Regions from separate parts of the Sus scrofa genome. Here regions 1 and 2 are each linked to region 3. The links are chromatin contacts, called in public HiChIP or PLAC-seq and promoter capture Hi-C maps. All regions are on one chromosome and are shown on one strand. Each heading gives the region's core, a stretch centred on a gene start, on an enhancer-like site or on the middle of the called end of the contact. The rest is flanking DNA. Distances are from core to core; before and after follow the strand shown.

Evidence for each region. Promoter capture Hi-C pulls out the DNA fragments that hold promoters and counts their contacts. HiChIP or PLAC-seq counts read pairs in DNA pulled down with a chosen protein or histone mark.
Region 1: an H3K27ac HiChIP or PLAC-seq map of alveolar macrophages shows a contact between it and region 3. The contact joins the enhancer-like site here to the promoter of DCAF12 in region 3. A contact is called at or near these places in 3 of 5 promoter capture datasets (fetal liver and liver), 7 of 47 Hi-C or Micro-C datasets (embryonic fibroblasts, fetal skeletal muscle, fibroblasts and 2 more) and 2 of 2 datasets of contacts at active chromatin or transcription factors (alveolar macrophages and skeletal muscle).
Region 2: a contact with region 3 is called in a promoter capture Hi-C map of fetal liver, with 2.0 times the contacts expected there. The contact joins the promoter of UBAP2 here to the promoter of DCAF12 in region 3. A contact is called at or near these places in 2 of 5 promoter capture datasets (fetal liver and liver), 2 of 47 Hi-C or Micro-C datasets (brain and heart right ventricle) and 2 of 2 datasets of contacts at active chromatin or transcription factors (alveolar macrophages and skeletal muscle).

The regions. Positions count from the first base shown.
Region 1 is chr10:32,550,120-32,553,913 of Sscrofa11.1, forward strand. It overlaps KIF24 (kinesin-like protein KIF24), which reads left to right. Exons shown (of 14, transcript XM_013980172.2): 14 at 226-2,644. The coding sequence ends at 366. UBAP1 (ubiquitin associated protein 1) reads right to left here. Exons shown (of 8, transcript NM_001267841.1): 8 at 2,124-3,254. The coding sequence ends at 3,114. Among named protein-coding and RNA genes, the nearest start is that of UBAP1, 74 kb to the right of the region's middle. Within about 2 kb of position 1,567, at least 4 of the 83 cell types and tissues checked have an H3K27ac peak or open chromatin away from gene starts, as enhancers often do. A contact at or near this core is called in alveolar macrophages, where this site is marked.
Region 2 is chr10:32,753,746-32,757,824 of Sscrofa11.1, forward strand. It overlaps UBAP2 (ubiquitin-associated protein 2), which reads left to right and starts at 1,962. Exons shown (of 28, transcript XM_021064693.1): 1 at 1,962-2,377.
Region 3 is chr10:32,671,683-32,675,364 of Sscrofa11.1, forward strand. It overlaps DCAF12 (DDB1- and CUL4-associated factor 12), which reads left to right and starts at 2,300. Exons shown (of 9, transcript XM_021064687.1): 1 at 2,300-2,696. The coding sequence starts at 2,619.

The DNA.
Region 1 (3,794 bases), core at 317-2,816, 120 kb before region 3:
ACTTCTATGAAACCACCCTGCTGCCCTACAAAATATCTCTCTACATAGAAAAGTGTCTTAATGCAGCGAAGTGGATCCCACCCTGTGCCATAGTGACTGTCTTGCCAGTTTTCCAGCTGGAGGAAGGGCCTGAGCTCTTCCTGCAAGAAAAGGGACTAGAAAAGGAGATCTGCCAGAGGGCCAGCAACAGCAAGAGTTCCATGTGTCCTTTGTTTCCTTCCCTAGGATTTTGAAGATTTTGTGACCCAGTTGGATGAAATCATGGCTTTGAAGTCCAAGTGCATCCAGAGTCTGAGGAGCCAGTTGCAGCTATACCTGGCCTGCCACAGGCCTGCCACAGCCCCTGAGAGGACAGCGGTATCTTAAAGCAAAACCCAGTATGGGGTGGCTAGGCTCCTGAGGGCTGAGGGCCTCTGCCAGGTCCCCCTGCAGATATACTAGAACCCACTACCTAGTCCTGCCCATTCTGGCCTCTCCCAAGCCACACACAGCCTTGGCTGGGCCCAGCTCCTTTCTTGGGGCCAGGTATATGCCCCTCAGTTCTAAGCACAGGAGCATCTATAAGGAAGGACAGATCAGCCCAAAAAACTTAATGTACCCTTCCCTTTTCTTTGGAGCTAGAGGAGTATTTGCCTCACTGAACCTTTTTCTGTAGATGTTTCTAAATTTGGGGATCAGAGGATGGGGATGGTCTGGTAACCTAGAGGTTGGAGGTCACAGGCTGAGCCTAGAGATTTTATCATCTGGATTCAGTGCCTTTCTCTAGGACTCGATCAAAAACTAAAACAATGGTGCTAGTGGGGCAGGGGCCACGTGAGTTCTGCCCCTTCAGCCCTTGGAGGTTGATTTTGGACTTTAGCTTTTGAAAATGCAGACTGAATAAACTTTGACTTGCTGTGTCTTTAACAGCAGCAGATATGGAACAGACTTTCTGCTTCCAGTTCCTCTCCCTCCTACAATCCAGAAGAGGGTGCTTTACTCTTTTCCCATCTCTGCCTTTTCCTGGGACCATGCACCTGTTAAAAGCCATTATGTTCCTGGCTCCTGCCTTTGAGTCCCCACCCACCACGCTCCCTCACGGAATAGCTGAATAGCTGCAGAATCTAAGGCAAGTTTCTCTCTAGCTTCACCTTCATCCAAGATATCCTTGGCCATCTACCCACCTCTTAGTGGCCTGTGTTCAGTGTCTTGGCATTGAGGGCTGAGGTCAATAGTCTGAGACTCTGAAGTAGTCAGAGTCACACCCTTCATGTGAGTTCTGCTTGCTGTTTATCTTTTTAGCAGAAAGAAGCTTAAGACAAGAAATACCAAGTGGCTTCCAGGTGGCCCATCACTTAGCAAGGCCACCATATGATATTGAGATTCACATGCCAAAGACTTGGCCCTGATGCCCACTTTATATGAAACTAATTTCCTATATGAAACTAAAAGGTAAAGGGTAACTTTTATAGGTCTTAAAGGAAGGATTTTAAGTAATTTTAAATTAATTTTAAAGGCCAGAAGAGGGGCTAGTTTTCTGAGGCAATGGCCATGCCTTATCTGACCACCAGAGGGCAGCCTCTCTCCAGCTTGGTGCTTTCCAGCCTTAAGGTTCAGCACCCATTCCTCAATCACTGAAAAAATTAGAGAACCCACCTGAACCAAGAGCATGGAAGGGGACTAGAAGACAGTATGAAGTATAAGGACAAGAAACTTCAGGGATAAATCTAGGGCCATCGATATACTAGCACCACTGAGAGCTGGGGAAGCAGTTTTGAATCCATCCTGCCTGTGGAACACATAATATACCTGATGGTGCTCACCCGACAAGGGGCTTGTTCCTCATTTCCGGGTGATTCCCCTGAAGGCCAGCCTGTCTCATCTCCACAGTAAGTCTTGCAGGAAGGCCCAGAGACCAAACTTGGGCAGGTTTAAAGAGACCTCCCCGTCTTGGCCTGCCTTTGCAAACCAAAAACCAGGGCACAGCTCCTTCCCAGAATTTGAAGAAAGTACTGAAACAACAGAAAATGGTTAGGTCCCATTCCAATCCCAGCAAATCTCAGCAGGAAATCCTTCATCAACCACTCACCTCCACCCCTCCGTGAAAGAGCCCTTGGCAATAAAGAAATGATCACAGCAGGACATACCTTTTAGATTTTTATTAGTAGTTCTCTCTGAAGAATGAAAATAGTTAGCAAATTACATTAGATTCATCAAGACTGTATATCCTCTGTATTTAGATCTTTAATGATGTACAACATAATACAAAACAAAGAGACGGATTTCTATGACTAGGTGTTACTGTGTCATCCTAGAGCAAAGGGCTGGAGGGAGAGGCTGTTCTCCAGGGAGAACTGAGGTGGAGTTAGTGCTGAGTGACCAAATCACCGCCTGTTTTTTTCTTCCCCACTTGATGCACTGGGAAGGGGCCAATGATTTCTTAAAATGACAACTGTTCCTAGAACAAGGGGGCTCTAAAATCCTGGGTAGCAAACGACTGTGGTCTCAACCAGACCAAAAGAAACAGGCTGGGGCAGGAAAGTAATGCAATTGCCTAGCAGAAAAGGCAAACTAGGGCCCCAAGGGAAAGGGCATTCTTTGCACCTCAGAGACATTGCAGAACCAGTGTAACACTAAGTGACATGAAGGGGGAAAAAAACAAAACCCTGGAAGAACCTCTCAATTGCACTCAACCTGGATTAGAGGTCAGTCCACCCTTGCAGAGGAGGAAAACATCTAGCCCCAAAGCAGCACTGAGTCTGGCCCTCCCACCCCTTCTCCCCAGCTCCTTCTGGCAGCTGGGGTGGGTTCCGGTTGAGGCCAAACAGACCCCAGAAAGACCAGAGAAGTCTCTCTGGAGGGCCAAGGTGGGAAGGACACTTCTCAAAATACAAATACATTTAATATGGAAGGAGCCAGGACAGTTCTGGGCACATGAGCCTGCCCAAATCTTTCCCACTTTCTCCCCAGCTCAGGGCCTCGGCTCATAGAGACCTGGCGAGCACCGTCTCCACACCTGACCTTCCACCCCCAAAAGAAAATCCAGAAGTGTACCCCTTCTCCTTCCCCACAGATGGGCTGCTCAGGGCCTCTGGCAGGGGTGGTTCCGTGGCAGGGCCTAGGCAAGGCCTATCTCAGCTGGCTCCCGCCCGAGCCATGAGGTCTTCCAAAGCATTGTCCTGGTCATTGTTGTGTAGGAGCAGAACTTCCTTAATGTCTTTCAGTTCAAAGCCCATTTCCTTAAATTTGCTCATTAACTGAAGAAACTCCATCATCTAAGGGAAAAAAGAGAGTAGACTCAAGAAAGAGTTCCAGCCACAGAAAATAGCTGAGTGGAGCAATGTGTGTGTAAGGGGACTGCTGGGGGAGCCTGCATCCTTCGCCAGAGCCTCATGAACCCCTCTGAGGTCCCCAAGCAAGCAGAGGAGGGCCATGGAGGAAGCCGGGGTGACAGGTGGGTGCCAATCAACCTCCAGAAGGTGTGCCCAGTCCCAACTCTAGCTGACCTTTACTCAGGTCCCACCCACTGTGGGCATCCGTGCTCCCACTCAGGAGGATACTGGTCTCAGAAAGGGCTGCCCTCCAGCAAGCAAGCCAGGTGAAGTGATGAGCAATCTCCCCCATCATCCCAAAGTATGCCTGCTTTTTTTTTTTTTTTTTTTTTTTTTTTGGTGATGGTGATTTTACCCTTCCCTCCACTAGGCTTCTAGATAAGTCTTCAACCCAATTATCTGAGCCTAACACCCAAACTAGCCAAATGCCGTATGCACACAGGAGGTTCTGTGCTTCAACAACTTCTGCCCACAGTCAGTGGA
Region 2 (4,079 bases), core at 712-3,211, 82 kb after region 3:
AATCAGAGCTACAGCTGCCAGCCTACGCCACAGCCACAGCAATGCCAGATCTGAGCCCCATCTGCGACCTACACCACAGCTCATGGCAACACCAGATCCTTAACCCACTAAGCGAGGCCAGGGATAGAGCCTGCAACCTTATGGTTCCTAGTTGGATTGTTTACCCTGTGCCACGATGGGAACTCCTCCATGCAGATAGTTAACTTATAGACTATAGTTTCTTTTCACTGCGCCCTCAATCACAAACCCTCTTTCCCACTTCTCAAAAACAGCTGTTAGCAGGTTCGTATAGATCCTTTGGAAGTGTTTTCTTGTGCTCTTTCCATTATGTCTGTGCCTCTCAAAGGATGGTTTTTATCTTTGACTCTCCCACACATTTCTTTTTTTCTTTTTTTGGTCTTTCTTTTTAGGGCTGCACCCACGGCATATGGAGGTTCTCAGGCTAGGGGTCTAATTGGACCTGTAGCCACAGCAACACCAGATCCGAACCGCATCCTCGACCTACACCACAGCTCATGGCAATGCCGGATTTTTAGGCCACTGAATGAGGCCGGAGATTGAACCCGAAACGTCGTGGTTCCCAGTCAGATTCGTTTCTGCTGTGCCAAGATGGGAACTCCTCTCCCACACATTTCTATACAGCAGAAATACAAAAAGAAGGAAGACTAAACTGACTATATACAACGCTAGCTCACTGTAAAAAGAGAGATAAGATACATCTACACATGAATGGTCATGATAATAAGTTCTATTTGTTAAAGGCACAGCCTGAGCATTCTTGATCAATTCAGATGAAAAACAAAGTTTTCCCTTGAACTGAGCAGGCTATTAAGGATTCAAGTGTTTTGCATCAAGTACTTTAACCTACAAGTCTATTAGTACCTGGCAAGTTAGTAACTCGTAGAGTGCCCCATACAAAGATCAGTATGTGCTAATTCCCTTTTCATCTTGGACCTATGGTGCCCAAGGATACATGCAGGGTGTGAAAATAATCGCTAATATTTATTGAGGGTTTATTCTGTGCCAATCTGGTATTTTACATAATCTTATTTCACAACCTGGTGAAGCGGTGTTATCACAAAGGAAAGCTCAAATCGAGGTAAGGCCTGCTGGATTCCAAAGTCCTTAGATACTGCCTTTGAGGGTCAACCGTCCAGTAATTGAGAACATACTCTAAAATACTCTGCTACAATTATAAACCATTAGCTCCTTCTTTATGCTTAACAGGTGAGGTCATTTTGAGAGGCAGGTTATTCATTATTAGGAGACAGATAATCTGGTTTGGGTCTCCTCAGCCAGTTAACAACTGAACCTCCCTGATCCTTTCTCTTTGCTTAAAACCGGGACAATCCCAGCCTCAAAGGGTTGACTTTACGACTTAATAAAACTGGTTGTATAAACGGCTGACGAGTAGGCTTTCTAGAAATGTTAGTCTTTTCACGCATAAGGGGCTTGGGACTGCATAATTTGAGCCCACGTTTCGTAGGACGTAAGCCTCGGGGCCTTCCCACTCCGGTGGAGGTTCCCTGGGAAGCCAGCTGGGTGCAACGGATATCTCCGCGAGCCGTTGGTGTTTTCCCGCGCAGGGGGGCGGGGCAGAGCGCCGGCTCGGGAAGGTGGTAGCCGAACCCCACCTCCCACGGCGACTACATCTCCCAGCAGGAATCATGCTCAGCTGCCTAGCAGGGGCCGCTCACTAGCATTAGTCTCAGATGCCTGCCCTGTCCGCTTTCCGTCTCGGCCTTCCCTCGGTCCGAAGTCACAGCCGCACCATCCATGAAGCCACGAGGGAAAGGATGTGGTGGTAGATGGCTTTGCTGTGCAGCAAGTTGAGAATCGTAGTGCCCTGGCGCAACGCTTGGCAGGCTAGGGTCTTCTTGAGTGGTTGGACCACTTCACGTGATGAGAGGAAGGCGGCCGCAAGGCAGCGACCTGTGGTGCCTTGTGAGGTCATCACAGCGCGACAACGAGCTGCACTTGTGGGCTTCCTGGAGGCGGGAGCTAGCACGTCCCTAACAACTCCGAGTACGAGAAACTGCGTAAACTCGCCCTTGTTGGCTCCATCTGCGTGCCTCCCCCTGCCTCAACCATGCTGGCCCAGTCTGGAGGGCATGACGGGGGGTTGGTTAGTGAGAGCGACGCGCTCTGTGGGCGGGTTGATGACGAGCCGCGGGCGAGCGACTTGTAGTGGCTCCTCCTTCGCCCATGACGTAGAGGTCACGTGACGGGCCGAGCAGCCTCTGCCGCCGCCGCCGCTTTGTAAGAGGCACATTGGCAGGTAACGAGCGGCGGCGGCGGCGGCGGCAGCGGCAGCGGCAAGCGGCAGCGGCAGCGGCAGCAGCAGCAGCGGGTCCCGAGTCCAGCGAGAGCAGCAGCGGTAATTGGCACCTTCTCTCACCTTCCCCGGTCCAGGTCCCTGAGCTCTGCAGCTTGCGCCCGGTAGTCCTGGCTTCTGTTCTTCTTTTCTCCAACCTTCTTCATAGTGCCCCAGCGCCCACCCGTGAAAGCGGGCCGAGCTTCCCTCGCTGGTTTCACGCGTCCTCAGTTTGCCCAGGCCTGGTGCAGTCCTTCCTCTCTCCCGCGGGTTGTCCGGGGCTCCTTCCTGCCTACCCCAACGCTTGTCGTCCCGGCCCCACCCAGCCCCAGGGGGCGCCTTCCCCTCCCCCCGGTCGGGTTTCTGCCCTGGAGGGTGTGGTTTTCTCTCCCACCGTTGTCCCTCCCTTGCCTGTCCGCTGGAGCTCCCGCGCCACGCTGTCGCCGACCGACCACTTTTCCGTTTTCATGCCTGTCGCTAGACCTGGGACTAGATATTTCAGAGCCTTACTTCTGCGCTCTCTCGCCTTTCCCGGCTACCCAGAGGCTAGTGCAGTTCCACTTCTCCTCTTCATTCGGGAAGGTTTTGGTGTCAGACACTTAGGACTCAGTTTTCCTCCACGTTCCCAGTTCCTGTAGTCTGGCCGTGTCACAGTTGTTCTTTAGTGTAGGTTTGCAAGAGCTTTGTAAACTAAAGCACTCTTAGAATACTATTCAAAATGTTACTCTTCCATTGGTGCATTGCATCTCAGTTTTCTTTGCCGCTGAATCACTTTTCACTTGGCTTTCCACTTTTCCCCCAGGGTTTTCAGTCTAATTAGTTGTCCTCGCACCTCACGTGCCACCACTGTTCTCACCACTCTGGTCTCATCCTTGTTCTCTCTGGGAGTTGATTGCGTGATTCCATCATCATTCCTGTTATTTCCTGTTTGACATAATCCGGTAGTTTACTTCCACCTCTGTTGGATATTGTTTCTACTTGTATCCAAGATGTCTCTACTAGTATTTAGGCTTACTTTCTTCAGCTCTTGTGCGTCTGAATAATTGAGAGTTTTGAAGGTCTCCATAAGGTGTCCAGAGATCATCTTTTATCTGATAAAGGGCATACAATTCATTTTTTGGGTGAATGTAATTTTATATTTTCGCTTCGATTATGATAGTACTTTTAAGACCAAGGGATATGTGAGTAGTCTAATCCTCGCTTTTCACCAGAAATTGTGCATTCTTAATTTTTAGTGTCAGTTTGTCTAATGGAAGTGGAAGGAAGGTGAATATTAATACTTAAGCTCTCCTACAGAGGGGATTGGGTGACTCTCTTGGGGTGGTGTCTGTCTCAGGAAGGGATAAATTCCACTCTCTGGAGATGTTATGGTCTTCCAGTGCACCCGAATCTCTAACCTGCCTGTAGAGCCCCTAAGTTAGGGCTATCCTCCCATTGCTCTGAAGCCTTGTCTTACCATAGGGCAGACGTGATTAGTTTCCGCCACACTACTCTTGGGCTTGCTTCCAGTGTGTTCTTCCTGATTTTTCGTCCTTAAGGCTAGTTCACATATATGTTGAGTAGTCACCCCCCACCCCAATGTCCCCGGCCCCGCACCCTGGCCCACTTGTTTCCCACAGCTCTGATTTTTGTCCGTTTGCTTCCTTATTGCTTCTGACCTTCAATAATTCAGAATATGATTCAGAGAAAGGAGGTTTTTGTTATCATTGAAATATGACTGGAAGTGGTGGCATGGGAATGAGGCCATGGGAAAGGGTTGTGGTAA
Region 3 (3,682 bases), core at 1,050-3,549:
TTTTTATTTCCAAGTTCAGCGAGCCATTATAGTAAATTATCGAGCCTGATAAATTCATGGAAATCCTGAGTTTATCTTTTTTAATATTGATTGCCATTTGAACTATTTCCAATTTAGGCCTACTTTGAATAAAGTTGCTATGAATATTCTTGTAAATGACTTTTGGTGGACATAAACATTCATTTCTTTTGGGTTTACAAAGTAGAGCCGCTTGGAGTTCCCATCATGGCTCAGTGGTTAACGAATCCGACTAGGAACCATGAGGTTGTGGGTTTGATTCCTGGCCTTGCTCAGTGGGTTAAGGATCCGGCGTTGCTGTGAGCTGTGGTGTGGGTCGCAGATGCGGCTCGGATTCCACATTGCTGTGGCTCTGGTGTAGGCCGGCGGCTACAGCTCCGATTTGACCCCTAGCCTGGGAACCTCCATATGCTGTGGGAGCAGCCCAAGAAATCGCAAAACAAAACAAAACAAAACAAAAAAACAAAGTAGAGCTGCTTGATGATAGGGTACATGTATTTAGCTTTGGTAGGTACTGCCACAGATTTTTTCCAAATTGTTTGTGCCAATTTACACACCCACTCGAGAGTTCTAATCATTCTACTTTCTCACCAATTCTTGGTATTATCAGTCTTTTAAAAGCAATTATAAACTTTTAAACTTCCAAATAAATCTTCATTCTATTTTGTTCCCACAGAAATGGTGAGCTCTGCATTCAGGGATAGTTCCTGGGATGTCAAAATGAAGTGCACCAAGCTTGAGGATAAGCCTAAGACCTCTGACATGAACAGAGACCAAGATTCAAATGCAGCCAAGCATTAGCTTAGAGATTCTCAAAGGAATTCCAGACTCTTGGCCAATGGGCTCCTGGGTCATCCAGAGCATTGTGAGGCAAGACAGAACTGGAACAACTGGCTCAAAAAAGGAAAGCTGACCCACTGCTGACCCACTTGGGTGTATGTCTCTGAAGAGATAGTCCTGACTAAGTAAGATGGGGCTGCCTTTCCCGAGGTGGCATTAGGGATTAGCTGCAGTGCTGACTTGGGATGGCGGAAGACACTGTCTCAATCTGGTTTTTGGTTCGGCTTGGAAAACAAATCCAAATCTCCTTGTAGGCAGAACTTCAGATGGGCCAACAGAGCTCCCTGCAGGTATGAGGCCTGAAGCCTGAAGGGATGGATGAGCAGGTAACTGGGCACTAAAGCCTGAGGCCAGTCAGCCCCAAGCCAAGCAAGAGCTTCCTGCTTCCTCAAAGGATTTCTTTATCTGAGCAAAGTGGGGGCTGGCACTCAAATCCCTACACAATCTTCTGAAAACGGAGGCAAGGGTGATTCTGAAGGAAGAGCGCTTGTCCGGTGACCAATGCCAGCTTTAACTATACTGACAGGTCAAACGCCACTCTTCTCGGTGGTTTAGAATTTCACCCAATCTGCCCTGATGGAGACGCAACTTGGGCCCCAAGAGAGAAGCAGGGAGTGGCAGACAGACCTCTGTTCCAGTCCTTAGCTTAGAACTGCATGGGAGACTAAGAAATATAAATCACGGAGGGAGGCCTATTTCGTAGAGCACAAAAGACAGTGCGGCCAGGAGGTAGTGGGACGCTAAAGGGCAGTGAGGTCCCACGCAGCAGCTAAGGGAGAGGTGACTGGAAGGCTGTTGCGGTTAGTACAGCGACGGGGGGGGGGGGGGGGGGCAGCCGAGGGAGGGAGAAGACCGGGTGGAAAATGAAGCCCAAGAGCACCCCAGGAGTTGGGGAGAGGGCAGCCAGAGGCCCCTGGGATGGTGTTGGTGGGGGAACCCGGGCAGGGCCGGACAAGTTCTCTACAGTGTGAAAGTCTGAACAAACTGCTGTGGATTTCGAGCCGGACTCCACCTTGCGGGGTCGAGAGTGGGTGTGGCGGGAGAGGGTAGTTATGCCTCTTCCCGAAGTGTCCAATCCTTGGAGCCAGGGCTCGGTTTAATAGAGTTCGGGGAAACGTGCAGCCTTCAAAAGGAGATAACCAGAAGCGACTGCGGGGTAAAGGCGTGTTAGGAGGGATTCCTTCTCCGAGCGAGGTGCCTGCGCTGGGCAAGCGGGCGCGCAGGGCGGTGAAGTCGGCGGGTAGAACCTAAATTCCTTTACCCGCAAGTCGCACATCTCCAGCGGTCGTCAGACGGCGGTTGAAAAATGTCCGGAGCGCGGCGCGGGGGGCGGGGAGGGTGGGGTTAAGCAACAGCCACAAACTCTACTGCGAACCCCAAACCCCGCCCCCTAGTCCCGACCGCGTCTCCTAGACGACGTGCTGCCAAGTGCGGCTGCGCGAGGGTGACGGAGCGCGGGCGAAGGGGAGGGGTGTTTTGGTTCCAGCCGCTCGCCGTCCTTTCCAGACTCCGTCGTCGTAAAGCTTCGGGTTCCTGCCTCCCCTTCCCCTTTCCCTTCCCTTTCCCGGCCCCAGTCCTCCTTCCCTCCTTCCCTTCTGCTTACCTTCCTTATTTTCTACTGCCGCCCGGGGTCCGGGTCATTTTCCGGGCCGAGCGCGCTAAGGTGCGCGGCCCCGGGGCCCAGTATATGACCCGCCTTCTTGCTCCCCCACGCTTCCCCCGCCCCATGTGGCTGCGGGGCCGCCGCGGCGCTGCCCACTATGGCCCGGAAAGCAGTTAGCAGGAAGCGGAAAGCGCCCGCCTCGCCGGGAGCTGGGAGCGACGCTCAGGGCCCACAGGTGAGGGCTGAGAAGTGGGAGCCGGGTGATTAGACCGAGACACCTAGGGAATAGGGTTCGCAGATGAGGAAACCTTAACGGGGTCCAAGATCTATAGTCGGGGGTTTGGAGGGGGGGAGCTGGAGGTGGAGGGGAAGAGCAGAACCTCGGTCTGTAGAATCAGGGATGGGCCCTTAGGAGTTCACTGGAAAGCAGAAAGACCGCAGGGCTGAGGAGCTAAAGGGGAACATGAGAATGAGGTATATTCCAGGGAGGCCTGCAGCCGGGAGTGGGGTTTGGGGAGAAGCAATCTGGGTTTAAAGGAAGGGGATCAAAAGGAATCGAAGGAAGGGAACAAAACCTCCCACAAATACGTGAAGGGAAAGTTAAGCCCCCCTTCCAGTGGCCGGGGGAAGCGGAGATGATTGCGTATCTCATATAGGAATGAGCCTCCCTAAGGATCCTCAAGCCCTGAGCTGGGTCTTTTGGTACTTGGACGCCTAGGAGAGACAGCAGTTTTCAGGTATCACTCCTATCCAGCTCTCTTTGGCAGGGAAGACCTTGGTGGTGGTATTCAGACTCAGATTTCCCATGCCTGCCACCCCTTTGGTGTTTAATTTTTCAAATTTTTCAACTGTCTGGAGCATGGACCTGGTGACAGGAAGGTGGCCATTGCCTGAAAGACCTGGGATCCTAGTCAGGCTCCTTGGGCTGCACCTTCTATGCTCTGCAGGGAGTGCAGGCCGAGACAGAGAAGGGGGCCATTAGAGATGTAGTCCAGGTCTGTCTCTGCCCTTTATTCCCTCCCCTATCAAAAGTACTCAGGTACTTTTAGATACCTGAATCCTTCACTTCTAAGAAGACTTAGTTTTCTTTTGTCCTTTTTTCTGCTTTCATGTCCTTGTCTTTCAGCCCTTGTTTCCTGTAGGTAGGTTTGACTATGAGCAGCATCTTTTCAATGTTGGGAGAGTTAAACTGGACTTTAGATTGACTTTGCTGTCTTTTGT